2 separate regions of the Sus scrofa genome follow, and region 2 is linked to region 1. Evidence: chromatin contacts called from public HiChIP or PLAC-seq data. All regions are on one chromosome and are shown on one strand. Each heading gives the region's core, a stretch centred on a gene start, on an enhancer-like site or on the middle of the called end of the contact. The rest is flanking DNA. Distances are from core to core; before and after follow the strand shown. Region 1 holds the start of MRPS18A (39S ribosomal protein S18a, mitochondrial). Region 2 holds the start of VEGFA (vascular endothelial growth factor A).

Region 1 (4,041 bases), core at 425-2,924:
TGCTGAATGTAAAAAATGCTTATCTCTAGATTGGATGATATTTTTTTCTTCCCTTTTTTTTTTTTTTTTTTAATCTTTTCTTTTTGGCCACAACTGCAGCATGTGAAAGCTCCCAGGCCAGGGTCCAAACCCATGCCACAGAAGTGACCAGAGCTACAGAAGTGACAATGCCAGATGAGCCACCAAGGGAACTCAAATATTACTTTTCTTTTTACTTTATTGCTTCATTTTCTTTTTACAATGATCACATGTCACTTGTTATTGTAGAAAATATAAGTTGTTTTTTAAAATAAAATTTGATTATGTTAAATTAGGATAAGACAATGAGAAGGTTAGCACTCAAATACTTTAGCTCACTAGGTCTAAAACAAACCCTAGGTGAGGCTCTGTTACTGCTCTCATCCCTGTCAGATCCCCAGAAGTTGGGGACGTAAAGAAACAAGGGGTATGGTACAAGCAGGAAGGGTTTGAGGTCATATGTACAGAAGGAAAGCAGAAGCTACAAGGAAAGCCAAGGATTTCCTGATCCTGGCCAGATCTCCGAGGCATATACCCCACCAAAACCCTCTGCTCCACTCAATAATCATTGTGTCTGTCTCACCCACCTAGATTGACCTTTCCTGCAAGCTTCCCCTTCCTAGGACATGTCTTTGCTAAATGCAGTGTTTTAAGAAAATCCAATGCCACATTTCTCCCACTCTCACCTATGGTGATACCATTCAAGTCCCCCATGCAGTTGCTGCTCTGTATCCTCCCAGTCCACCTGCATGGCAGTCCCAACTGGAAGATGGGCTCCTTCCCTAACCCCCAGGGAACATGTTCTGCCATTTAATGAACTCAATCTTCCCATCTATGAATCAGAGTACGATAACTGGAAAATATCCCTTCCGGTGTGGAAAAGAGTATCCTAACCACCATATGGAGGAATTGAGTTGTGAATGACTTTCTTTTCTTTTGTACTTCTAGGGGAATATCCTATATACATCCTGCAAGTCCAAAAGATGGAAAACTGAGCAGTCTTGTTTTCTTCTTGGTACTATAAGCTTCCTTATTAGGCAAGTATGTCAAATTTGTCATAAGTACCTAGCAAAAAGGCCATCTCAATAATTGCTTTATTAATGAGCTTATGTTTATGTTTAACTTATGTTTTATCTCATCTAATCTTAACCATATAAAATGTTTTATTATATATACATATATATGTAATTGTATGTATACATATAATGTAGATATATCCATACATACATATATATGTAATTGTATGTATACATATAATGTAGATATATACATACATACTTTACACACATTACCTGCATTATATACATTTTATATGTGTACGTGTGTATATATATACACATACACACATGTAACATATGTATCACTCATTATGTGTCAGGCACTGTGCTAAGTGCTGTAGATACGAAAGTCAACCAAAAAACAATGTCTTTGCCTTCAATGAGTTTCCAGTTTGGTGAGGAAACGCATTATACAAATACAAAGCTGAAACTAGGCAGAGTACAAAGATGGAGAGGTATCTGGTGCTGAGAACCAGTAACTGGGAAGTTAAGACTCCACAGTGTAAGTGAGGTCTGAACTGACCCTGAGAAATACGTTCACCAGCGAAAGGAAAGCGCTGAGACAAAAGAATTAAAGGCCAAGGTAGGGAGGGGCGGGGACGGGGTATTAATTCAATCCCAGGTCTACGAGATAGCTGCTGTTCCAAACCATTTCAACCTTGCCGGTAGAGACCGAGCCCCAGTCTCAAGAAGCTGAAAATCCACATCTGACCAGCAAAAAAGAAAAAGTTTTAAAGAAATAGGGGTAGTGCGGGTGATTTTACCGAAGCAGCCTGCCAGGAAACGAAGGCGACCTTGGAGACTTTGAGGACTAGCAGACAGGAGCTAAAGACCTCCCCCGGACCCTCGGAATAAGGTACAGGATTGACACAGACTCAGCTCAAAGCCCGAGAGGTGAGGAAATGTAAATGACCTAAATAACGGAGCGGGAAGCCCACAAGACGCACACTTCCTGCCCACCACTGCGGCTGCGCGCGCGCCGTTCCGGAAGCGGAAGTGCACAAAGGTCGGGATTGGTTTTCAAGATGGTGGGTCTCAATGTTCTGGTGTCTGGCTGTGGACGGCTACTCCGAGGGCTCCTGGCAGGCCCGGCCGCGACCAGCTGGGCTCGGCCTCCATCTCGCGGCTTCAGAGAAGGTGAGTCCTCGGTCCTGGTGACCTCCTAAGGTTGAAGTGAAGAAGGGAAGTTTGCTTCCTTAAGCCCCCTTGCGCCCCTCCCTCCCTGTCCTTCCTGCGGTTCTGAAACGTCGGAAATGCTGGCGCTCCCGAGTGCTTGAAATCCCTTTCCACATCATGATGCTGTAACCTTAATCTCTCACCCAGCGTGAGTGCCCTCACGGGGACGGAGATCGGAGAGAAAGGCTTGCTTATTTAGCAAGGGCAGAAAAGAAACATGTCCCAGGATTCAAAAAAGCTCTTGCTTAGCGTCTGCGTCGTAATTCGTTCCGTATTCTTCGGGCGGCCGCCTCCTTCATTAAAGGTTTCCTGCGCCATCCGGAAAGGACATCTCGATTAAAGATTCGTTCCTTCCCGAGGGCCTCCTTTTCCAGCTTCTCACCTGAAAATGCTGTAATCCAATAGTGGCTTTTCTGTCCAGTCTCCCTGAGAAGTAGAAGCTAAAGTGGAAAGGCGGCTGAACCGCTGAACTAGAGGCATATGCTGGATGGTGGTTCTACTTTTCATTAATCTTAAATCTTGGACAGGCAGCCTGATTCTAGTATTGAGCCGGGAGCTTACTGACGGCCAAGTTCTGTATTGAAAGCTTTCAAGGGATTTTGGAAAAAATGAAAATACAGCCCTTTTCCTGAGAAGTTAGGTTCTAATAAGGTGGTGTGTATATATTAGGAATTTACATGAGAAAGTACAGGGAGATTCAGTTACCGGAAACAGCAAACCCTATTAGAAGTTTTCATGAAGGGGATGTGTCTTTAATAAGCTCATAAAAGGATGGAATCTGGCAGTGAATGAAAAGATCTTTCAGGACAAAGCCTTCCTTTGTACACTGCTGGAAACAGGAAAGGATGAGTGATGTGCAAACGAAGTGAAGTGGGGTTTTTTGTTTGTTGCTTGCTTGTTTTTAAGATTCTGGCATAGTATTGACCATTACATCCTCTAACTAAAACTGAGATGTATCCAGAGGAAAATAGAGATCATTGTTGTCAGAGGGAGCAGAAAAGTCTAAAAAGAAGAGCCCATTGGAGAGAACATTGAATTTATCTCAGAAGATGTCCCTTTTTTTAGCTTTCAAACAGCAACTTCCATGGAATGGCAGACAAGGAATCCAGTTTGGGGAAATCAGAGATAATTCATGAAGAGTGGAAATAGATGGATTTGAAGAATTTAGCTGTAAAGGGAAGGTGGAACGGTTTACTAGAAAGAACAACAAAATCTGCATACTGCCTGGTTAGATAAACTCATTGATAAAGAAAGACACCAAAGAGATCATGCTGTTGATAGAAAGGACTTGCATAAGGTGTTTCATCTGTTCCCATGCTACAAAATGGGCATGTGCCCATAACATTTTCGAGGGTGTCTACCAAATGTCAGATACTAACAGTTGCAATTTACACATCCTTATGAAATTCATAGTTGAAAATAGTTCTTTGCTATCTATGTTCCCAGGGGATAGGCTAGAAGATTAGTTTTGTTTTTTTACAAAGGAGTATTTGAGATTCAGATTTTTCAGTTGGCAAGTTTGTGAAGTGATGGACTATGTTATGAGATGGGTCTTTGAAGTCTTCCTTGCCATTTATACTTGAGTTGGTAGCTCCTATTGCTCATTGTCATACTTAAAAGCTAAATAATTGAATTGAAGTGATCTTTACCTGAAGGCATTAGCATATTCTGTATTTTTCTTGAGACCCACCTATCTCTAGAGCCTTTGAATGAAAAAAGCTTCTCTTGATATTCTATCCATTATATGTGAGGCATAAAGTATTACACATATAGCTAACTTTGACTGGTC
Region 2 (3,895 bases), core at 527-3,026, 90 kb before region 1:
TGCCAACATTCCCCCTATGCCCTCCACTCCTCCTGGGCCCCCAACGAGCAAAGGGGACGGAAACTTCATACCCCCTCCAAGGCCAGGGGGCACCCGGAGAGACAGTTCTGGGCGGGGAGGGGCCAGGTGCCCTTCTCTGGGGGCCTCTGAAGGTCACGCTGTGGCTAGGCAGCCTCTCCTCCCCCTCCCCCTCCCTTGGAGGCCTGGAGCCAAGGCCTTTGTGCCAGGGTCTGAGGAACTCCGGGTGGCAGCAGGGACCCTAGCCCGTTTCTTTCCTTCTGCCTCTGCCCAAGGGGACTCTGTGCCTGAGGGGGGAGCGCAAAGGACCCCTGAGGCGCCTCTGAGAACCACGCTGGGTGGGCAAGTTTGGAGTTCCCAAACCACCTGCTCCTGCTCCAACGCCCATTTCACCAGAACAAAGTGTGTTTGCAAGGCTGGCAGGAGCTCCCTCCAAAGGTTCAGGGAGGGCTGGTCCCACACTGCCCATGTCACAGCAAATTTCCAACCATTTTCCCTAAAAGTGTAAAATGGGAAAACGACACTCTTTAAACCCTCCCTTAGGCCACCCCCATAAAAGCTAAAGTACAGCTCCCTCGGAAATGTGGGGGAGGAGAAGGAAGCAGGCTGTCACCAAGTCGGGACTTTAGGTAGAGTCTCGACAAAGCACCGGCTGGGCCCCAGCAGCCCGACTCCTGACAGTGGCCATTCTTCCCCCGGACTCTGGGGCCAGCGAGGGGTTAGATGGGTCTTCTCGGCATAAGGGAGTGAAAATAAAGGGGTGACAAGGGTTTCGCTTCGAGCCAAGGAGGAAATGGGGAAGGGGCGTCAGGAAATTCCTCCTAGGACGGGGTTAGGGGCCGGGAACGGCGGGAGGGGATAGGGGTGGTTCTCCGGGTCCTCCGGCTGGGGCTACCTCGAGAGGTCACCTTCCCGCGGAGGGCCGGCGGGGGGAGGGGCGCCGCTTGCCGCCCCGGGCTCCCGGCTCGGGCCGCCGCAGCTCCGGGAACACGCGGCCGGCCAGGCCCGGGCTGATGTAATCGGCTCCGCGCCGCGCGCGCCCGGCCGGGCGGGGGAGGGCGGGCACCGAGCGGGACGCGAGCGAGGACGGGCGGGGGTGGTGCGGCGCAGGTGGTCCGGCGGAGAGGAGGGGGTCCCAGCAGCAATCCACCCAAAAACTTTTCCGCAACTCGCGGCGAGGGCCGCAGAGATCGAGCAGCAGTGACAGCCAGCCCCCTCTCCTGCCGGCGCCCTGCCCCCTCTACGCTCTCTGCCCTCCTCCGGTCCAAGGTCCGAGCACCCCCACCCCCGCCCGCTGGGCTCCGACTCCCGCCCCCGCTGCCCGGACTTCCAGTTCTCGGGGACCAGCGGCCGGGAGCAAACTTCAGCCGCCGGCGGCAGCGCAAGCCCAGCCCCCTCAGCCGCCTCCTCCGGCTCCCGCCCTCGGCTGGTCGGCCCAGATCGTACGTGCGGTGACTCTGGTGGGTGGGCAGGGCCCGCGTGGGCGGTGAGACTCTAGCCCGGTGCCCTCCCACCTAGCGCGCGCCCCCTCCCCCTACATGTACGAGGATAGAGGGGAAGCCGCGCGCCCGGTGCCCAAGGACCCGCGTGGGGCACGGAGCCCCCACGCGCGCGCTCGCACGCACGTCCCCAGCCGGGAGAGGCGCTCGCAGCGGCCCGCGGCGCCAGGCGGGCACGGCCGCTTACCTTGGCATGGTGGAGGTAGAGCAGCAAGGCAAGGCTCCAATGCACCCAAGAGAGCAGAAAGTTCATGGTTTCGGAAGCCCGGCCGGGGCCGGCGCCGCTCGCGCTCCCTCTCCGGCTCGGGCTGCGGGACGGCCCGCTCTCCTCAGCGCCCAGGCGGGCTCCTCTTCCTCCCGGAGCCGAGGCCCGGGCCAGGGCCTGGGGCGCGCGCTCGGCTGGAGCACTGTCTGCGCACACAGCCGCCTCACCCGTCCATGAGCCCGGCTTCCGAGAGCCGAGTCGCCACCGCGGCCCCCTCTCCTCTTCCTTCTCTTCTTCCTCCTCCCCCTCCTCCGACTGCGGCTCCTCCCGGCCCGAGCTAGCACTTCTCCCGGTTCCGCTCGGCTCGGCTGCCCCGGCGCGGACCACGGCTCCTCCGGAGCGAGAACAGCCCAGAAGTTGGACGAAAAGTTTCAGTGCAACGCCGCGAGCCCCGACCCCCTCCACCCCGCCTCCGGGCGCGAGCTCCGGCTCCTGCCCGCGGCTCGCCGCCGCGTCCACGGTCGGCCGCCGGCCGGGTAGGAGGTGGGCGCTGGGGCGGGGGGCGGTGTCTGTCTGTCTGTCCGTCAGCGCTGCTGGTCCGACGCGGGATCCCGAGGGGGAGGGCTCACGCTGCGCTCTGGCGGTCACCCCCAAAAGCAGGTCACTCACTTTGCCCCTGTCCCTCTCGTTTCTTGCTTGCCCGCGCGCGCTCTCTGACCCGGTCTCTCTCTCTTCCTCGACTTCTCTTTGGAGCTCTTGCTACCTCTTTCTTCTCTTTGCTGGTTTCCAAAATCCGAAGTGATTTGGGGGAGTAAAGGAGCAATCTCCCCAAACGATCGGCCCGATTTAGCGGGGAATGGAAAGCAAAAATAAATTAAAACGGAAAAGAATACGGTTTTCCAAAAATGTCTCCGAAAAAAAGGAGGAGGGTGAGCCCTGGATAAATGAATATCAAATTCCAGCGCGGAGACCCCCAAGCTGGTGACCCCGCCGGCTCGTCCGCCTTGCGGATGCGTCTCTCGACCGAGCGCCGCTGCCGCCGGCTCCTCTCGCCCCCAGTGCCGCGGCCTCCCAGCAGCCCGGCTGCCCCAAGCCTCTGCGCTCTTCACCGCTAGAAGCTGACTAAAAAGAAGGCCTGGCCCCGCCCCGGCACGCCCCCGACACGCCCAGGGGCGGGGACAGGCCCAGCCTCAACCCTGGAGTCCGTCCCCTCCGCGCGCGGCTCCGACCCCTGGCGCTGCCTTTCCCTAGGGATACCGAACGAAGCCTGGGCCCCCATTTCACCCCAGCGAAGGGAAGCTCGACCCCCACCAAGGGTCACAGCCTCAACATGACCTATCCGCCTCCCTTTGCCCGGAGAGGCACACGACCGCGCGGTATTTGGGGGGAGGGTACAGAAAAGTGAGGTTATGTGCGGCCAGGGCTCGAGAGCCATTCCCTTTACGCTGGGAATATTGGAGAGAATAGGGGTTTGGGGAAGTTGGACAGGGACAGGTGAAGAGAGAGACGTACAGATCTGTTGGAATCCTGGGGCGATCTCTGGCCTCCCACCTCCAGCGCTCTCAGAGTCCTACCCACACACACCCAGACACACGCGTCTTCACTCTCACGCAGACGCCGCTCGCCAAGTTCACCCAGCTTCCCTGTGGTGGCTGAGCGCCCCCTAGTGACTACCGTCTGCACACCCCAGCTCTGGCTCAAGAGGCCTCAGAAGAGGGTAAAGGGACATTACCCCTGACGCCCCGTTTCTGATCTCTCAAACAGTGGCATGTTTGGGACTATAATGGCCACATGTGCACAGAGCCCGGAGCTGGGCACAGGGGGCACGATGTATCCATCTTGGACAGGGTGCCCATCTGGAGCCTTCATCTGGCCTGCTGACATCAGAGTGAGTTGCAGCCAATGGGCTGGAGTGAGTGGAGTCCTTTGGGAAGTGTTTGGGGAGATTCCCCTGGGTAGAAGTATTTGGCACCAAGTTTGGGGGGCAGAGAGCGGGAAGCTGTGTGGCTCTGGGGTTAGTCAGTGGCCCAGAGGGAAGAGGACCTGTTGGAGCCCACGTATGCACTGCCGAGTCTGGCAGAGCCCAAAGGGAGAGGCAGCTGGGCAGACAGAGGCCCTTGTTCCTGCCTCCCCCCCCCACCCCAGATGTTGCCAGGGAACTGAGGCCAGGGGG

What was found. HiChIP or PLAC-seq counts read pairs in DNA pulled down with a chosen protein or histone mark.
Region 2: an H3K27ac HiChIP or PLAC-seq map of alveolar macrophages shows a contact between it and region 1. The contact joins the promoter of VEGFA here to the promoter of MRPS18A in region 1. A contact is called at or near these places in 7 of 47 Hi-C or Micro-C datasets (alveolar macrophages, blood, embryonic fibroblasts and 3 more) and 2 of 2 datasets of contacts at active chromatin or transcription factors (alveolar macrophages and skeletal muscle).

What each region holds. Positions count from the first base shown.
Region 1 is chr7:38,655,105-38,659,145 of Sscrofa11.1, reverse strand. MRPS18A (39S ribosomal protein S18a, mitochondrial) reads left to right here and starts at 1,674. Exons shown (of 7, transcript XM_021098784.1): 1 at 1,674-2,213. The coding sequence starts at 2,115.
Region 2 is chr7:38,744,979-38,748,873 of Sscrofa11.1, reverse strand. VEGFA (vascular endothelial growth factor A) reads right to left here and starts at 1,776. Exons shown (of 7, transcript NM_214084.1): 1 at 1,705-1,776. The coding sequence starts at 1,770. LOC106504420 (a long non-coding RNA gene) reads right to left here. Exons shown (of 3, transcript XR_001297869.2): 3 at 2,506-3,895.